Linked DNA regions of Hordeum vulgare: region 2 is linked to region 1. A link is a contact called in public Hi-C data. All regions are on one chromosome and are shown on one strand. Each heading gives the region's core, a stretch centred on a gene start, on an enhancer-like site or on the middle of the called end of the contact. The rest is flanking DNA. Distances are from core to core; before and after follow the strand shown. Region 1 has its middle 97 kb from the start of LOC123426698. Region 2 has its middle 70 kb from the start of LOC123430272.

Region 1 (4,785 bases), core at 1,152-3,651:
TAATATAAAATATCGTTTGGAATTTTCAAAAAATGTTTATAAATAGAAAAAATTCTCGATTTTAAAAATGTTTCCAAATTTTTAAAAATGTTCACGAATGATTGAATGTATGCAGTTAAAAAGTAATGCTTTTGAGTCTTTCCGATTATATACCTTAGTGAATTTTGAAGAATTAATTGTCAGGGTAGAACAGGATATTATAGTATATTTTAAAAAATATTTCTTCAAATTCAGAATAATTCTTTGAGTTACCAAGTTTTGTGACAACCATGATATTTTTATAAAATATAAACATTGTTTCAACTTGTGAATTGTGAATAAAATTAAAATAAGAAAAAAATTCTTGCATTTGTGAACAAATTTTTGGAATCATGCAATGATATATGAACATAATGTGGTCATCATCATTGAAGATGGTGGTTTTTTTTCTCCCGTTGCAACGCACGAGCCTTTTGCTATCTCTCCCTAATCTTTCTCTAATAATAAAGCAGCCACTCCTTCTGTCGTCCGTCATGGCGGTTTTGGAAAAAAGCCCTTGACGTTTTGTGTATTCAAACCGCACTCCCTTTTTAAGTGAAAAGACGAAAAACGGTTTGTCTAATTCGTATATATAAGGTGTCACCTCTGTTTCAGCACAATCATGGATCTAGCCGAGTGGCAGACGCATCGACGTCTTCCTCCACTAGGAGGAGACCTGAGTTCGACTCTGGCACTGCCCTATTTTTCCTATTGCTTCATTTTTTTTATGTAAATTCAAATGCTTTTAAAACACTCGTATCTTTTAAATCCTAACTCTAAATCTAACATGTTATATATGAAAATCGCTCAGAAAAAAGTGAAGATTTCAAATATGCTATTATTTTGCATGTTACTTTCTATAATAAAGCTTATTGTGCAATATTAATTAATACCTTCTCTATATTGGTTATTTTGGAAATGCCTATTACACATGTTTCTTGTCCCATTTAACTTGAGTAGATATAACAGTTTAATGCTCTCACAAAAGATAGAGTTGACACTATAGCGGATGTTCATTCCTACTAGCTACCATATGCTAAAGTTTACAATATGTGCATAGTCATCCTATTTTTCATCGTGCACAATAGTCAATCAATATACGATGATGTATACTAACTGTTGATACGAGGTTTATGTAAACAAGTGGATTAATGTTGACCTTCATATTTATTTAAATCGTGCCCATATTTTTTTTTAAAACACATTGAGTACACTAAAAAAATCATGTAGTCATTACATTTTTATGTAACACTTTTTATCATGTTGTTTGTTGTCAAAGGATTTACAAATATCTTCCCATATGTATAAGGGGGTGTTTTTTTCCGTTGCAACGCACGGGCATGTTTGTTATAATAATAAAGAAGCTACTGTCGTTCTAACGGTTTTACAAAAACGTCCCTTGTTATTTCAAAATCAACCCGTGGTTCTCCATTAAGTAAAAAAAAGTTTCGTCTTTTCAAAAAAGCCTGTGTCCTCCACCGGTCCTGGGCTCACCGTTCGGTCCGCTGAGGAGGAGGCCGGTCCGTCGACGGCGGCTCCGGCGCCGGCGAGCGTCGCGGCGGTGGTCAGAGGTGGAGGCGAGGCTGAAGGGCGCGTGGGGCAGCCGGATCCATGGCGAGCCGGGCCGGATCTTGCGGCGGGAGCGACCAGAGAAATCCGAGTATCATCCATCCCCCAAATCACGCGATGCATCCGAGACCAACACGCGCGAAAGCCGCCCATGGCACATGCATCACCGACGACTCGTGGAGTGTCCGGGCGCCCCATCTTCCTCCTTTAGGAAGATCCACCAGGGAAGCTGGAGCCTGAAGTCGCGTCATTCGCGAGTCCGAGCGTGGTCAGGCTCCATGCGCCGGTGCGGCGGCCCCGGCGACTCGACGGCGGGCTAGAGAGCGGCATGCCAAGGACCAAGAGGCAACGGCGAAGGCGAGGCCGTAAGCAGCCATTGGCAGAGCTGGAAGAGGGCCCAGGCGGCGAGCATCGTCTCTGCGCAGCCGACGCCGTGACCACGTCCAACGGCGCGGTGGCCGTGTCCCGCGGGCGGAGCACGGCGTGACGCGAGCCGGCGGGGCGGGCGAGGGCGAGAGCCTCGGGGCGGGCGGCCGAGGGCGAGGCCTCATCGCGGCCAACGGGCGGAGTGTGGGCGGCCACGGCTTGACGATGTCGGCCGCAGGCGCGCGGGCGCGGGCACGAGTGGGCGCGGCGCGGCGCTGCCAGGCAGAGGCCACTTGCACGGGGCAGCGGCCGGGTGGACGGGCGCGGTGCGGTCGATGCTCGGAGCCGGTGCGGCCGCCGGGCGAAAGCCTGGGCGCGGGCGGCCGAGGGTGAGGCCTCGGTGTGGCCTTCACGCGGTAGGCGCCGCGAGTCCCTGTCGTTGTGGCCGCCGAGTGCACTGTGGCTGCGCCACAATAGAAATGTTGGGGACTCCACGCCGCGTGCCAGTCATTGTCCGCTCTAGTCCATCGCTCGACATTGAGGATGCGGACGTAGCGGCTACGCTCCGATTGTTTCTGGCGACCGAGGAGAGCCGTTGTTGGAGATGTAGCCAATGGCTGACTCTCCGTGTGTTGGCGCTCTCCAACTGCTGCGTGCATAGCAATCGGAAGGTAGCACCATGTTTTGGAGCCATTAGATCAAGATTTTTGTATGAGCATGACTGCTTGATCTTCTCTCACTCTGATTTCTATCTTCCTCGAGGCTAAACCCGTGGAATTGAGGGTCACATGAGATCAGGACCGTCGCAGTTGTTGCGTCCTTCATGCCGATTTTTATTTCGTCTGGCCTTTCCGTCAGGCTAAGGGGGCGATGCAATAGCCAGGAACCGCTGCGCCGATGGAATCGCTCTAGCCGGGAAGCAGTGCTGATAACGTGTTGAATTGAATCGAGAAACAAACGATAAAGACAACAAAATGATTCAAATTATACCCTTTTCATTGATGATGATGTCTTATATAGAATTACAAAGGGTGCCTCCATGAGGTGTCTATACAAAGGGACATGAGCAACCGACATGCCAAAAGTAATTGCCTTGGTAATTAAGAGAAGCAAGGATTAACATAATTCTCTTCCTAATCTCTCCCTAATAATAAAGCAGCTACTGCTTTTGTCGTCCGTCGTGGGGTTTTGCAAAAACGTATCCCAGTTATTTCAAAATCAACCCACGGTCCTCCATTAAATGGAAAAAAACGTTTCGTCTTTTCAAAAAGCCCATGTCCTCCACCGGTCCAGGGCTCACGGTCCGGTCCCGATCTAGCCGAGGAGGAGGCCGGTCCATCGATGGTGGCTCCGGCTCCGGTGAGAGTCGTGGCGGTGGTTAGAGGTGGAGGCGACGCCGACGGGCGCGTGGGGCGGCAGGATCCATGGCGAGCCGGGTCGGATCTGGCGGCGGGCGCAATGCACCATGCGGCGAGGCGGCTAGAAAGGAGGCGGCGGCGCGCGGCAGCGCAGGCGCCCGGGGCGGCGAAGTGCGGCGGCGGCAGCTCGCGGCAGTGCACGTGGCGGGGCGACTAGTGGTGTGCTCTCCCATCACGCTCATCTCCTCCTCACCCCCTTCTTCCTCCCTCACTCACTCCCCTCCCCCACTCACTCTCAGCAGTTGCCGCCCAAACGGAGGGAGAGAGAGGCATCTAGCGGGTTCACCGGAGGAAGAAGTGTCGAGTTCGCCGGAGGTACAAGAACAACCATCCAACACTCCGATGTTGCCTGCCACGGCTACACCAAAGGTATGTATCCCGTGTTTGATTAATTTTCCTGTCCCTTGTATCGCTGGCGAGCTTGTGCGCAGCCGTTGTTGCTGCTCGTGCTTTTGTGCGCGTCCGTGCTTCTTCCGTTGTTGCTTGCTCGTTCGTGCCCGTGCACGGTGGCATTGTCCGTGTGTTTTGCCCTTTTCGTTTGTTAGTTTTCTCTGTAGCTAGGCCAAATAACTCTGAAACCATGAAGTCATGAACCAAACGCAAGTGCTCTGAATTTTCTGAACTGAATGAATGAAAGATCGTTTTGTCATTCTGAAAAGATCGAGCTGAAATCAACTTTAAGTACGTGCAAAGATATATACAGCTTACAAAGTGTGTCAAACCACTTATTTCATCAGTGATGAAACCTTCGAGTCCTTGACTTGCAAGATCCCTGTTGTATAACAAAGTATTTCCTGTATTGTATTGCCTGAAGGTGGTCTTGATCAAGTATTTTGCATCTGTCATCAACTAGTACTTAAAATATGTATATTCTTTAGTATATGGTCGATAATCTCGCATTGAATTACTAATTATGTATGATCTTCCGTATATGGTCTTTATAATCTCTGAACAATTCAATGACTGAAATAGTACAACTCATGGATTAAAAATAGAAGCTAGACCACAAGTGATCAAATCAATAGAAAATAATAATAAACCAGATTGAGAAGTCAAACAACAGTGGCGAAGCCACGTTTTAGCTGTGTAGTCATATGACTACACAGGAATTTGATAAATCAAGTCACCATGGATATGTATATTACACTGTGGAACAAACTACTTCAAGAAATTGACTACACAAGCTAACGTGACATCACAAACTTAGGATCCTGAAACCGCTACTGTCAAACAATATGCATAAGTTGACCTAGAATTATGTCCACCCATGTAGCCAATGTGCGTCGTTCAAGCTGCTCGAGCAATACTGATTTGGGGTTGTTTTTATCAAACGGCTAAATTGAACCATAAACAAAATAGTCTGTCACACACAAGTTCCCCAATGCTACACTATTGTTATAATATTCGCACATCC
Region 2 (4,785 bases), core at 1,606-4,105, 200 kb before region 1:
CTATTTGAACTATCCGGAGGAGCAACGGTTGTTACAGTACCCCCGTGTCACATCCGAGGATGATACCATCGCCGACATCGAGACCGTCTGCCAGATCGGCGTCGATGCTGGCGAACCAAAACCGGAGAGAATACGACGCCCAAACCAGATCGACACTACTAGAATTGTGGTCACGGCGGTGGACAACATCAATTTCGAGCCAACAGAGCCTCAGGAAGCCTGCAAGTGCTACGGAAATCAAATTGCGTGCATGCTACGGGAAACCACCAACATCATCGATGAAAAACTAAAGAAGATACCAAATATGGAGCACTCCCTCATAGACAAGCTGCACCAGAGATTCTTGTTCCCGGACCAGGATGACAGAAAATATATTCGACCATGGCAAGACCCGGCAATGAAGAAGATAAATACACGCGCCATGGGCAAGTTTAGCAGCGTGTTGTATGCGTGGAAAGTAAGGGTGAAACAACAAATCGCCAAAAAGGAAACCTACTCCGAGATTGTAAAGGATAATCCGTCAATTATGGAAGAGCAGTTCGAAATATCCAAAAAGACTTGTGTTGCTGAAACTGCCAAAGAAAAGTCGGAGTACATGAAGGGGCTTCAAGAAAGGAACATGGGGTGCCGCCACCTCGGAAGCCATGGTTACGCGGGGAAGACGCCCATATGAGACAAGGAGGACGCGGAACAGGAAAGTATGGGGATCCCAGACCCCATGGCGGAGTTCACCGTCCCGCAGGAGCGTGACGTCCTAAGGGCCCGGTACCATTGGGACCCAGTCAACAATGTTTTCGAATGGACGCGGTCATGAAGGAGTTCATGAGACTGCTGTTATTAGTTTACCCTCTAATATTAGCTTCTGATCAATTCGACTGCACGTTTAGTGACATTTGTAAACGATACACGTTCCTTTTGCAGAAAGACCAGCACAGGATTGTGGCCGAAAACGACTCGCCATCTGAGGCATTGGCAAGGCCCAAGTGGGACACCCCATTGAACCGGGCCTTGAACATATAGAAAGGACTCCCGGTGGACACTCGACCGTCGCATGGACGCGTGTACGGTGTCGGAGATGGCGCCACATGGAAGCAGTACTACCATGAGGACGCTGAGGAGAGAAAGCAAAGACGGAAGTTAAATGAAAAAAACATCGACAAGTTGATTGAGATTGCGGTCGAGAAGAAATCAGCTGAGACAGTCCAAGCAGCGGTAGTTGCCGCAAGATCGGAAGTTGCATCTTCATTAGCTACCTTGCTACCGCATGTCATCAATTGGACCAAGCAAAATCCAGAAAAAGAGGCAGTTGACTTTCCCCTTGACATTCTCGGGCCTGCTCCCGCACCTGCTTTGTCTTTGGTTGAGCTCGACGCCCTCATGGTAACTACCTGTCACACCGGCTCTCTTCAATATATGTATAATCTCCCATTTCCATTGACTATTGGATGTCTCACGTCGCAGACATGTCTTTGCAGGCTGACGAAACCCCATGCACCATACTGTACACCATCAGCAGCCACACTGTGGACATGAGAAAGGCGAAGATAGTGAAGCCGAAGGAACAATCATTCCACAGTCGGCCGATCCCCCTGGCGTCTTCAAGGTTTCCGTGGCCAGTGTCTTACCGGGCACGAGAATTTGGCTCCTCCGGTACCACTAGGGGGAGATGACGACGAGACCCCGTGACGGCTTGGCGATTGCATGACTTGGGTCCTGTTGTAGCCGAAGAGTCTGCTTCGTTTGGAGGCGGTCGGGAGCAAACCCACGACCAAGCAGCCTCAACAAGGTATGAACACCAACACCCCACCTACCCAATTAGTGTCGCCTGTCATGCCGGGTGATAGCGGACGGCGTGAGGAAGAGGCTCCATTAGTGGCTGATGGTGTCGCCACCGCCGAAGAAGCAATGCAAGATGCCATGGACGAGGATGATGACCCTCTACAGTATCTCAATATTAGCGCCTATGACGACGGAGGATTGATGGCTCACGAGCATGACTCAGGGTTTGAGCGTGATGAGTTGATGAGTCTGTACAAGGACGCTACAACTAGTTAGCAGCAACGTGTTTTTGGACAAACGCTACTGCTTAACCTAGATTTCAGTAGCGCTGTTTGACACGCGCTAGTGCTAAAGGTTAGTTGTAGCGCCTTATCACTAACATGGCTGCCCTCGCTACTGATAGCCCTTTAACCCACGCTACTGCTAGGGCTTCCCTAACAGTGCCAATTCACTAAGTTTGATTAATATAAGGAACTAGGGAAATAATTGGATGATACAATGTACATATTACCTATTTACCCGGCGGAGTGCGTGTGCACTAAAATTTCAATAGTTAGAACAACTCCAACCGCGCGATCCAAACGGACGTGCGCTTTGTTCGTGTTTTGTCCGTTCCGTGTCCGCGACAACGCAAATGATGTGTAAATTTACACCCATAATGGATCGCAAACGGATAAAAACAAACGGACGTCCGTTTGGGTCAACACGTCGGGTCGATCTTTTTATCCATCACGACCTAAACAAACGCGCGCGGACGAAATAAATCGGAACATTGGACTTGCTCTTAGAGAAGATCAGAAGAAGGAGAGGCGGGTGGTTAGGACCTGCGCGGCTGTGAGTTGTACAGTCAAGGTCGGCGACCCGGCGACTAACGAGGGCGGCGGCACATGCGCTCCATTCGAGTGAGCGAGTCAAGGGTTTCCCTGTTGCCGATCGACAAATGTAATCATGGAAGTGTCAACCTCACGATTGGTTTTGTGTTTTGATGATCTGATCGATCTGGAGGTGGGCTAACGGGCTGAAGCCTTGTAGTGTGAAACGATGTGAAGCCTCGGGCTCGGCTTCTATGCATCACAAATTCTCAAATGTTTGCTACTATGTGGATAGGTGCTAGTTGGCACACGCCTAGGGCAACAGCCCTAATTGCCCCATTACCCAATTTCAACCCTGATCACGACTTCAGAATGGAAAAACCCTATTTAACGCTCTTTGAGTTAAATAGGCGGGTAAACGCACAAGCGCTGTGAGGGAGCGACAGGTTTTGGACCGGACCATTAGCACTTTCACCGATCCCAGTTTTGGGAACGTTCTAGAAATTTCTAGCCGTTTTTTTTTTCAGTTTTAGGAACTTTCTAGGAGATTCCTTGAACCGTATTTTTTTTTATTCTTTTTGTTTCTTTTTCAAAAAAATCTGGATTTTCAAAAGAGTTCCAGAATTTGAAAAAATTGTTCTGGAATTTGAAAAAAAGTTCCGGAATTTGTAAAAATGTTCAGGAATTTAAAACAATGTTTCAGAATTTGAAAGAATGTTCCTGAATTTGAAAAAAATGTTCTGGAATTTGAAAAATGTTTCCGAATTTGATAAAATGTCTAGAATGTTTAGAAAATGTTCCAAAATTTGAAAAATGTTTCGGCATTTGATAAAATGTTCTGAAATTTTAAAAAATGTTTCGAAATTTGAAAAAATGTGCCGGAATTTGAGAAAATGGTCTAGAATTTGAAAAAATGTTCTGTGTTTTTCAAAAAATGTTGTGGATTTTCAAAACATGTTCTTGAAATTCAGAAAATGTTTTTGGGTTTTTAGTAAATAATCTGGATTTTAAACAATTTTTCATAAAAATATTTCAACAATATTAAGAAAATGTACTTCTGAATTTGTTCGCATTTTTATAAAATTGTTCACAGTATAAAAAATGTCCATGTTTTCAAAAAATGATTGGGAAATTCAACTTTCGGTCGTTGTCATAAAAAAATGACAAGAAAAAAATAAAGAAAAAACGAACCAAAAAATTAAAAAAAGAAAGGGAATAAGCAGACAAGGGAAAAAAAGAAACAGAAAAAAGGAACTGGACCGGCCCAGTCTGGCGACCGTCCTCTGTGACCGAGGGACTCCCTGCCGCAGAATGGAGGAGGTAGGAGCTCCCCTTAGTATGTATATCATCATCATGTTTGCACAGAAGTTACGGGAGCATAAAAATGGTTCCCACACCTTCTACCCACATGCACATGCAAGCATACACTAAAGGACAAAAGGTTCTCGCAATTTGAAAATTCAAAACAACTTTTTAGCTGATTTCGTCGGTCCAATTCACAATAATATTTCAAATAAAATATCCTCCACATGGAGACCTTCAAAACTAGATCCCATGTTGATATGTTTCGACGATTCTTTCTTGTGGTCAAAGGTATTCACGATTTGGTTAAGTAAGTTATCAACTCTGTTGTGCGTATATTATCATGCTATTTGACACAAGTTACCAATGGTATATTTCCTGGGTCAAAAAATTACCATGGTGTATGCACATCACTATGAGTTATGCAGTGCATATACTACCATACTATTTAGTATTTACACATATAAGTTATCGGGTATGCTGTACAACATTTTTTTCCTCCGTCAAAAAATTATTGTAGTGTTTATATAGAGGTTATTAGGTCTACCATACGTATATTATCATGTTATTTACACATAAGGTATGGGGCCTATGTTTTTCAACAACCTTGCACTCGAACCAATAAGTAACCATGGTGTTTATACATAGTTTATGAGGTCTACGGTGCATGTATTGTCACGTTATTTACACATAACATACCGGAGTCTATTTCTCGACAACTTATTTCCCTCATTCAAAAGTTATTGATGTGTTTATACATAAGTTATCAGGTCAATGATGCGTACATTAACATGCTATTCACACATTAATTTTTTAGGCTATGTTTTTTGAACAATTTTTTCCGGGTCCAGGGTTAACATGGTGTCTGTATATGAGTTCTCAGGCCTGGGCT

The links. A called contact is a pair of places that touch in the nucleus more often than the background predicts.
Region 2: a contact with region 1 is called in a Hi-C map of leaf, with 2.4 times the contacts expected there. The contact joins two enhancer-like sites. A contact is called at or near these places in 2 of 6 Hi-C or Micro-C datasets (leaf and seedling).

Annotation. Positions count from the first base shown.
Region 1 is chr2H:471,169,842-471,174,626 of MorexV3_pseudomolecules_assembly, reverse strand. No RefSeq gene overlaps it. Among protein-coding and RNA genes, the nearest start is that of LOC123426698, 97 kb to the left of the region's middle. Within about 2 kb of position 2,401, at least 3 of the 3 cell types and tissues checked have open chromatin away from gene starts, as enhancers often do. A contact at or near this core is called in leaf, where this site is marked.
Region 2 is chr2H:471,365,936-471,370,720 of MorexV3_pseudomolecules_assembly, reverse strand. No RefSeq gene overlaps it. Among protein-coding and RNA genes, the nearest start is that of LOC123430272, 70 kb to the left of the region's middle. Within about 2 kb of position 2,855, at least 2 of the 3 cell types and tissues checked have open chromatin away from gene starts, as enhancers often do. A contact at or near this core is called in leaf, where this site is marked.